Regions from separate parts of the Mus musculus genome. Here region 1 is linked to region 2. The links are chromatin contacts, called in public Hi-C maps. All regions are on one chromosome and are shown on one strand. The core of a region is the stretch at or near the end of the contact, and the rest is flanking DNA. Distances in the headings are between cores, read along the strand shown. Region 1 has its middle 8.8 kb from the start of Gm34930. Region 2 overlaps Asb18 (ankyrin repeat and SOCS box-containing 18).

Evidence for each region. A called contact is a pair of places that touch in the nucleus more often than the background predicts.
Region 1: a Hi-C map of cardiomyocytes shows a contact between it and region 2, with 2.0 times the contacts expected there. The contact joins two enhancer-like sites. A contact is called at or near these places in 5 of 39 promoter capture datasets (embryonic stem cells and pre-B cells), 1 of 484 Hi-C or Micro-C datasets (cardiomyocytes), 1 of 115 datasets of contacts at active chromatin or transcription factors (embryonic stem cells) and 1 of 9 other capture datasets (pancreatic islet).

What each region holds. Positions count from the first base shown.
Region 1 is chr1:90,236,429-90,240,440 of GRCm38.p6, forward strand. No RefSeq gene overlaps it. Among named protein-coding and RNA genes, the nearest start is that of Gm34930, 8.8 kb to the right of the region's middle. Within about 2 kb of position 1,958, at least 13 of the 459 cell types and tissues checked have an H3K27ac peak or open chromatin away from gene starts, as enhancers often do. A contact at or near this core is called in cardiomyocytes, where this site is marked.
Region 2 is chr1:89,997,869-90,002,460 of GRCm38.p6, forward strand. All of the region lies in intron 1 of Asb18 (ankyrin repeat and SOCS box-containing 18), which reads right to left. Among named protein-coding and RNA genes, the nearest start is that of Gm34616, 4.5 kb to the right of the region's middle. Within about 2 kb of position 2,238, at least 4 of the 459 cell types and tissues checked have an H3K27ac peak or open chromatin away from gene starts, as enhancers often do. A contact at or near this core is called in cardiomyocytes, where this site is marked.

The sequences.
Region 1 (4,012 bases), core at 708-3,207, 240 kb after region 2:
AGCTGGAGTTATCACAGAGAAAGGAGCTTCAGTTGAGGAAATGCCTCCATGAGATCCAACTCTAAAGGCATTTTCTCAATTAGTGATCAAGGGGGAAAGGCCCCTTGTGGGTGTTGCCATCCCTGGGCTGGTAGTCTTGGGTTCTATAAGAGAGCAGGCTGAGCAAGCCAGGGGAGGCAAGCCAGTAAGGAACATCCCTCCATGGCCTCTGCATCAGCTCCTGCTTCCTGACCTGCTTGAGTTCCAGTCCTGACTTCCTTGGTGATGAACAGCAGCATGGAAGTCTAAGCCGAATAAACCCTTTCCTCCCCAAGTTGCTTCTTGGTCATGATATTTGTGCAGGAATAGAAACCCTGACTAAGACAGCCACTTTCCGGGGTCAAGCAGAGTTCATGTCCTACTGTGACCTACTTACAGAAACCTTTGTTACTCATTTTCTGTAGTGACACCAGGAGTATTTTGTAACCCAGCCACAGAATCTCTCCCCTGTTTTTGTTTTTGTTTTTTTAATTACTCAATGGGGAAATTTCAGAGGTATGGAGGGGAGGAAGCCCATGGGCTGTCCCTGCCTCTTTTAATTGCAAGACTAGACTTGGTGACTGCTAATCACCAATGTCATTCTCTCATTTGTTTGGGCCACTTTTACCTGACTCTTTCAAAGAATCCAATCGTTGCACATAGATTGGTACTACTGCCCTGCCTGTGTTGGGACAGAAATGGGGGAAATACAGTAATGGTTGAGTAAGTCAGAAACACTCTGTAACTATCTGCATAAGATCCCATTTTCAAGCTAAAGCAATGGTTCGAAGGGAGCTGTCCCTGTGTGAGAGGCTAGTCTGGGAAGCAAGTGATGAAGGACCATGGCTTGGGAGGTGGCTGATTTAGAGACACTAACATAGATATGAATATTGCATTTAGTGATCAGACCCCATGGATCAGGAATCCTAACAGTGACAATCTTAATTCACTGTTTCCCACTGTGGCTTCCCATTCCCCATTCTCTTTCAAATAGCATATGCTAATTGAATGAAACAGTAGGATTCATTATGGTGTCTTCATCCATGCATATAATATATTTTGATTATTTTCTCTCATGATCAACATTGTAGTTACTTGTCTATTGGTTTGATAAGACATCATGACCGAGGGGGCTGGTGTACAGCTTCAGAGAGCTAGAGTCCATGACCATCATGGTAGGGAGCATGAAGCAGACAGCAGGCATGGCTATGGAGCAGGTAGCTGAGAGCTTACATCTTGGTTCACAAGCATGAGTTTCTGCTGAGACTGAGACTGGGGGTGCTGTGAGCTTTTAAAACAAAACCTGTTCTAGTGACATACTTCCTCCATCAAGGCCACACCTCCTAATCCTTCCCAAACTGTTCCATCAACTGGGGATCAAATATTCAAACACATGAGCCTGTGGGGGCCATTCTCATTGCCCCACTCCAAGACCTTTCTTGGGAGTAGAGCAGGATAGGTTTTTTTTCTGGTACGATCTAGGAGGAATTAGCAAGAAGTGGCCTGTACATCACTGATGGAGGCAGACAGACGCAGAGCTTCTAGACTCTGACCCACCACAGGAGATGAACTTCTGAGAGGTAGGGTCTCACGCTTCCCCTCAGATCGGCAGCAGCTGCAGAAGTACTCTGAAACTGAAGCTCCGTGAGAATAAAGAACTGAGAGGGAAAGCAATGCCCTGGGCATAGCGAGTATCAGAGACAGCTGCTGCCAGCATGCCTCACTGGGGTAGGTGGGAAAGGCAGCCAGCATAAAATACGCCACCCAGAAGCGGGTGCTATGGAGTTCTGGAGCAGGCTTTGGGTTTGCCAAGAAAGAAACGCTCGTGGCATTGGTTCCATAAAAGCCTTGTTAAAACAATGTCAAGTTGATAGCAAGCCTGTGGCCCTGGACTTAGTTCAAACACAAGGGTGAAAGCACATGAGCATGTGGTCATACCTACCAGCGTTTGGAAAGCAACCCTTGCTAATGCTTCAGGCTTGTGATGTCAGCTCAGTGGAATTAGAGTCACCCTGCTCAGAATTATATAACTAATTACAGCCAGCTTCAGTAACAATTATTAATCAGTCCAAACACAGCCTGCTCTTTGGTGGTGGGTAGTTTATGTGGACTAATCAGGTCCAAATTAGTTTTGCTAATGATCTTGGATGGTCTATGCCCAGAGGCCAGACAAACTTCATAGGGTGTTTCTCATACCCCACGTTAGTCTTAAGGGACACAGGCTGTGCTGATAAGCTGTGAGGTCAATGTGGTGAGCTCAGAGTCCTTCACATTTAGTGTCAAGAGAGCTACTGCCAATCATTCAGTGTTACCCAATACAGAGAACGCAACAGCCGCCTTGGTTCTTGGGGACTAGCACTTGGCAAGCTTGTGATTGTGGGGTCTTCCATTGGGTCAAATGTGGAGTGATCTTGGGAGCCAGACATCTTGTCCACAGCCTGTTAGGTTGTTGGAGCCTGGAAAGGTTGCTGAATGGCACACATTATGATTTAATTGTGTCTGACTGTGATGTCCTTTCAGTGTCCCTTCTGCATTAGGTGGCCAGTTCCCCGATGTCAGGGATGAAATTTTAATCACTTCTCCATGCAATTAAAGAACAGCTTAGATGTGGTACCCCAGGGTTTCTGTGAGTCCCTGACATTTGACTGCTTGGAGCACATTTAGATGCCCAGAGAGACCAGGGATGCTGATCAAAGTAGAAGGCATGGCTGGACCAGATGAGTTGGTGTGGAGAGCCAGGGTTATTGGTGAATTCTTGCTGATGCTTTGCTGACTTAGATTTTCTTCACCTGACTTCCCTGTGGACAGATGTTAAGGCTGGGAGAACCTAAGGCTGGCCCTGGGGGTGGGAGGTCTGGCTGTTAAGTCCTCTCTCTTCACTCTAGGACTCTCCTTACCCTCTCCACACTCTATCTAGAGCAGATACCACTGTTTGGTGACAGCCTCTGGTCCCTGGCTAGCTTCTCATCCATCCCTTCACGCTAGGCTCCAAGGCTGAGTCAACCCTACCATTTGCCGCACTGATTCTTTTTCCTCTTCGAAGTCTCTCCAACGTTGGCATTTGCCAAGGCCAGCAAATGAGCAATGCCCTGCCAAGGGCCAGTTTCCCACAGCGGCAAAATAATCATATCTGACACATAGACATTTTTTTCTAAAGGAAGACAAAAAGACCAGCTTAGAGAGAGAGATTATTATTTCAAAAACACTATCCTTTTGTTTCACTTCAGAAGTTCTATCTTTTCACAGAGCCAGTGTGTCCAGAAGTGCATCATTGGGTCAGGACTCCTCAGCATGGAGTCCTTGGGAGAGTCCTCAACCCACAGGCCACAGAGGCCAGCATTAAGCCTCCAGCGAATGACCCTGAATGGTTTGGGCCTTTCCTCCCCTGCTCCAGTCACTGCTACGTAGTGCAGCATCTCAGCTGTAGCCCCAATAGTCACTCTACGAAACGACCAAAATGGGAGGATCTGCTGGTGTTTGTCACACTGCCATGGGAGGTTCTCAAAATCCCCCAGGTAATGAGGTAGGCTGTGCATTCTTCCCGTCGCTCTGCTTTAGCAGACACTTCTCCATATGCCGCCCTTCCTCGGGGCCCGGGAACTATGTGATTCATAAGCCTCGACCTTTCTCAGCTTCCAGGCAGCTTGGAGCTGAGGTCTCAGCATCCAGTGAAACAGTTTATCATTGCCTCAATTTCCTGGTGAAAATGTTCCCCCTTCCTCCACCTTATCCTTCAATTTTGTCTTTTTGTTCTTGACTTAGTGGCATTTCGATGAAATGCACTATTCTTTTTCAAAACCTCACAGAATGGCCACTCTCTTCCCTACCAGCTGTGAGGGCTACCACTGGTACCTGTGCTTGGACAGCACAGGGCAGCTGGACTCCAGAACAAGATGATACTTTGAAGCAAGATTTGACCTCAGCTTACCTTACCACAGCTGCCCCTGTGTTCTCTTCCAAAGCAAAGGTTAGCCATGCCCAGGCTCACCCTTTG
Region 2 (4,592 bases), core at 988-3,487:
TGCTGGGACTCACAATTGCTCCACAGAGGAGAGACTCAGGATACGCTAGATGCAGAGGGGTATGACTGGCTGGCTGTCCTTTCACGGATGCCTTCGCACAGGTAGATAAGGGATGCGGGCTGTGCAGGGAGGCAGAGGGCTCAGTAGTTAGAGATGGTGCGGCTGGAGAAGGGGCTTTGCCATGAGCTCCCTGCCCCATATGTCCTTCCTGTCCAGCAGCAACATATGCGTTTCTGGTTCTTCTTTTCTTTGAGTGCGGCACAGCGCCATCTCATTTTCCTCAAACGGACTGTAATCAGATCCACTTCTCGAAGGCTCTCGTGCAGCTGCAAGATGAGGCAACTTGAACTTGCCCCTCACTTTACATTGGAGGGTGTTTTCCAGCCTGTTGGAATCTGTCATTGGATGTTTTTAAGAGGGTCAGAGGTGAGGCTCGGGATAAAAATGGGCTGTGCTCTAGGCTAAATTTAGCCTCCATGTGTTTTAGTTCCCTCAGTGTCTGAGCTGGAATTCAGTAGCTAGGGAGTAGGGCTTTAAAAATAACTCCAGGCAGACAGGGCACCTTAGCAAGTGGGACATGAAGATGACTTCACAAACCTGGCACAGAGCTGAATAATGATGATAATTATGATAATAACAAGCTATTATTATTATTATTATTACAAATATAGAAGCACTGTTGACCATTTCATTAAATAAACAAACCAACCAACCTAGAAAGCAACCCACTCTTCCCCCGAGTTGTTAACCGAACGTGGTTACATTTTAGGGTGTCTCGTAAGGTTTTGGGGGTTCAGAGATGAAAATCCCATCTGCGGGGATCACACAGGACAAGAAATTCATGTTTGGAAGACCCCCAACAGGAGCCGCTTAGTCTTCCTCCCCAAAGCTGTGAGCAGTCCCCTGGTGTGTGAGTGACACTCCTTTCTGACCCCGTGTCCTGGGTTAGGCTCTTCACCCCCTCCACCTCTAAATGACCCTGCCTATGCACAGCTGGCCTGCACAGCTGGCCTGCACAGCTGGCTGGCACAGCTGGCCTGCACACCTGGTCTGGGCAGATGGACCCACTTGCTCATCCTTATCCTTTTCAACTTAGTCAAAACCAATGCACAGCCCCAAGATTCCACTCTGGCTTTGCCTTCTTTTCCAAGTCTGGTCCACACAGAAAGCCAACTTCTTTTAAATGTAAATTTGTGTATAAGTTGCTGAAAATCTGATCAAACCTTGAGGGACTATGGTAAAACAGAAGGACCAGAGACTGTGGTTTTGTTTTAAATACAGAACAAATTGAGAGTTCTTAAACTGGCAGACATCACACCAGGTCTGCAAAAATCTCCACTGGATTAGGAAAAAAAGACGGTCTGGGGTGTTTCAGAACAGGGGTGTCAGTTGTAGGTCTGGGGGTCAGTAGGAGCCCATTGGGTGAGCAGGACTTGGGATGTGACTGTTATTGTGCAGTGGGCTGAGGTAAAGGGTGTGTGCACTTCAACCTGAGAGGGGTGGTATTCTGAAAGCTTCAGGGAAGATGATAAACTACAGTTCTTTTAAAAAGAAACTCTGAGTGATTCCTGGTGGAGAAGCACCACACATGAGGCCTCAGAGCAGTGCCTGATACTTTAGTTGCCGAATAGAATCACCTGAGGAGCTACAAAAGGCAGGATGCCAGGACCCCAGCCTGAAGACTTGTGCTGGGTTGGGCTGCATGCCGCCTGAACATCGGGACCCTAGGAACTGTCTGAGCACTTCTATCTGCAGCCAGGTTGAGACCATGCTTGGCTGGGGACACTGCAGGTGCTGCTTTCAGGTGATCCATGTGAATATACGGAGGGGAAACGGCGAGCATGAAGCAATCGGCTCCAAATGATCTCAGCCAGCCAGAGCAGTGGCTGATTCCGTCTGTGATCCAAGCCGTTGGGGAAAATCCAGGCATAGAGGACCTGTTTCTTGTGACTCAGGGGTCTCGGACTGCTGTTCACTGTCCGGGTCCTCCTGTTTATGTCTCTAGAGGCTTCACTTTCTCGATGGGTAGTTTAGAGGTAATTGGTGCCAAAGGCATACTGATGTTTGCGCCCAAATTTAGGTGACACAGATGCAGCAAGCTATCTGGAGTTATTTTAAACCATCAAAGCATGTTTGTAGAGACCTGACTTGTGTCAACAAAGGGTCAGTTCAAGTTCACTTACTTTGGCTGTCAGAACCCAGAGTCCTTCCTGGAGTCCACAAGCAACAGTGCTTTGCTGCCCATGGTCCCCTTTGATCCCTGATATGAGCTTGCGTACATCTGGTTCTGCCTCTACACTGGCCCACAGTTGGTCTGACTTTTCTTAGCTAGCATCTTGTTTCCCAGTTAGGTTGCTAACTTAACATTTATCCACATTAGCAGTTACACTGAGGATGGGAGTGAGGTGGTCACACCTCACAGCTTAGGAGACCACTCTCTTCAGTTCCTCTTCCTGTCTGAGTCTCTGGTGTCACCATGAAATCTTCCCTCTTTTCTTGCAAGTGAGGTTCCCCCTCTCCACCTGCCCAGGGAGCTGGTCCTACCTAGAAATGCTCCTGAATGCTGTTTTCTCCTGGAGAGAGGGTTAGTAATGAATTTCATTTGCCCCAAGTCAGCAGATTTAGTAGTTTTATTTCTTCAGAAGAACCAGCAAAGGTTGCCACCTTGTTTGTACGGTAAACCCTGGCAGAGTGCTATACAAGTGAAAAGGCAGAGTGCGGAGTGAATGGATGTCGAGGAAAAGAAAAATCTAAGCAGGCAGGGACGCCCAGCTTCTGTCTGAATGACAGAGTGAGAAGCCATCTTTTCACCCTACCTGAATATCATATTGCAGAGATACTTGAGATTTAAATAGTAAGTATGATGCTTTATCCACAGAAGGGATAAAAATTAGTCTTTTCTAACTGCTTCTTGTCATGGAGACAGCTAATGAGAGAGATTATTATTATTTTGCCTCTAGATCCAGTGATGGTGGACTCCACATTCAGATGGCCCCGGGTTGCACACATGATGGAGTTTGAGGGTGATTCCTATCTCCTTGCTGTACCAGGATCTTGGTTTCCTGTGTCCGAGCTGACACAGGATCATGTTTTCCCTTCCCAAAGAGCAAGTGAATATTTGCACTCTTGGGACTTGGTGGGACAATCCAGCCAGGTCTGAATGCTGAGTGCTGGGAGGCCTGGTGACATGGCTGGCCCCTTTCTCTTCAGTAGCAACTTTCTGTGTGTCCCAGGCACAGGGAAGAGCTTCCGAAGCAGCAGGAGGCCCCATCATTTCCCCACTCTCAGTAAAGCCAAGGCTTGGCTTCCTTCCTGGACCACTGGAAAGTGCCTGGCTCCCTGCTGGGGTCAAGTGTCTGAGTAAGGGACAGGTCGAAGGGGCCAGAAGTCAGTGTGTGATACACCAGAGTCTATGCCTGTTCGTTTGAACATGCTCATTTGTATTGCTGGCCCAGTCAGCGTGCCCCTTTTATAAATGGCCATTGTGGTGGTTTGAATGACGAATGTCTCCCCTAGGCTCAGGTATTTAAACAGTTGGTTGCCAGTCAGCAGTGCCCTTTGGGGAGGTCATGGAGCCCTACTGTGGGAAGTTTGTCACTGGGAGTGAGTTTGGAGAGCTTATACCCTTACCCCTCTTCAAGTTTGCTCTCTCAGCATCCTGTGTGATCTCACAGCTTCCTGCTCCAGCTGCTCATTGCCACACTATCCCCACCCTGACAGCCTGAACCCCTCTGAAGCAAAAGCCAAAATAAAGTGCTTTTGGTCATGGCATTTTATCACAGCAACAGAGAAGTAGCTAGTACACCTTCTAGATTCCGCTGGGCCTTAGGCTGATGGTGTCTCAGCTGCAGGCCAGATCACAGGCTTCGTTCACGATCCTTTTCTGATCATATTCTTGCTGGCAGTTCCTGAAGGCCACCTGCCTTCATCCCACATTCTGCTCTGATTTTTATCATTATTGTTTTAAATAGGAAGTCTGGCAGGTACATAAAGCTCAATTTTAGACTTCCGGGACACATCTAAGGCAAGTTAGTCACACAGACATTAATACGAAGAGTGTCAAAGTGCCTTAACCTCTCCTCTGCATGACAATGTGAACACGGCACACCTCATTTAACAAAACATTAAAACATTTACTTCCTCAGATCAAGTGTATCTATTAATAATGACTTAAATTATCTGTACCAATCTCACATTATTAAGAAATCTCATTTCCTCCGTGCGGAGGAACACAATACAGGGGAGGGAACAAACCACCCCTGTAACTTATTGTCCCGATTACTTTCCCTACGTGCCACACAGCGCAACACAGACAATGTAAAGTGACAAGGTCCAGCCTTGTCACGGATGGGAACACAGCCAACGGTCAAGCACCATGTTCACCGACAGCCCAGGAGTGCTTGTTTGGTGCCCAGGATGCAAAGGTGCCCTTGAATATGAGTTGCCACTGTGGCTGAGTGCAGAATGGAGACACCAAAGACTCCTTGTGCAGGACCATGTGGCACCAATTCTGGCAGGACATTTGTAGACCTTGGGGACAGTGCGGGAGAGCCTATCACAGAGCCTTGCATTCCCAAGGAGGCCAAGTTTTC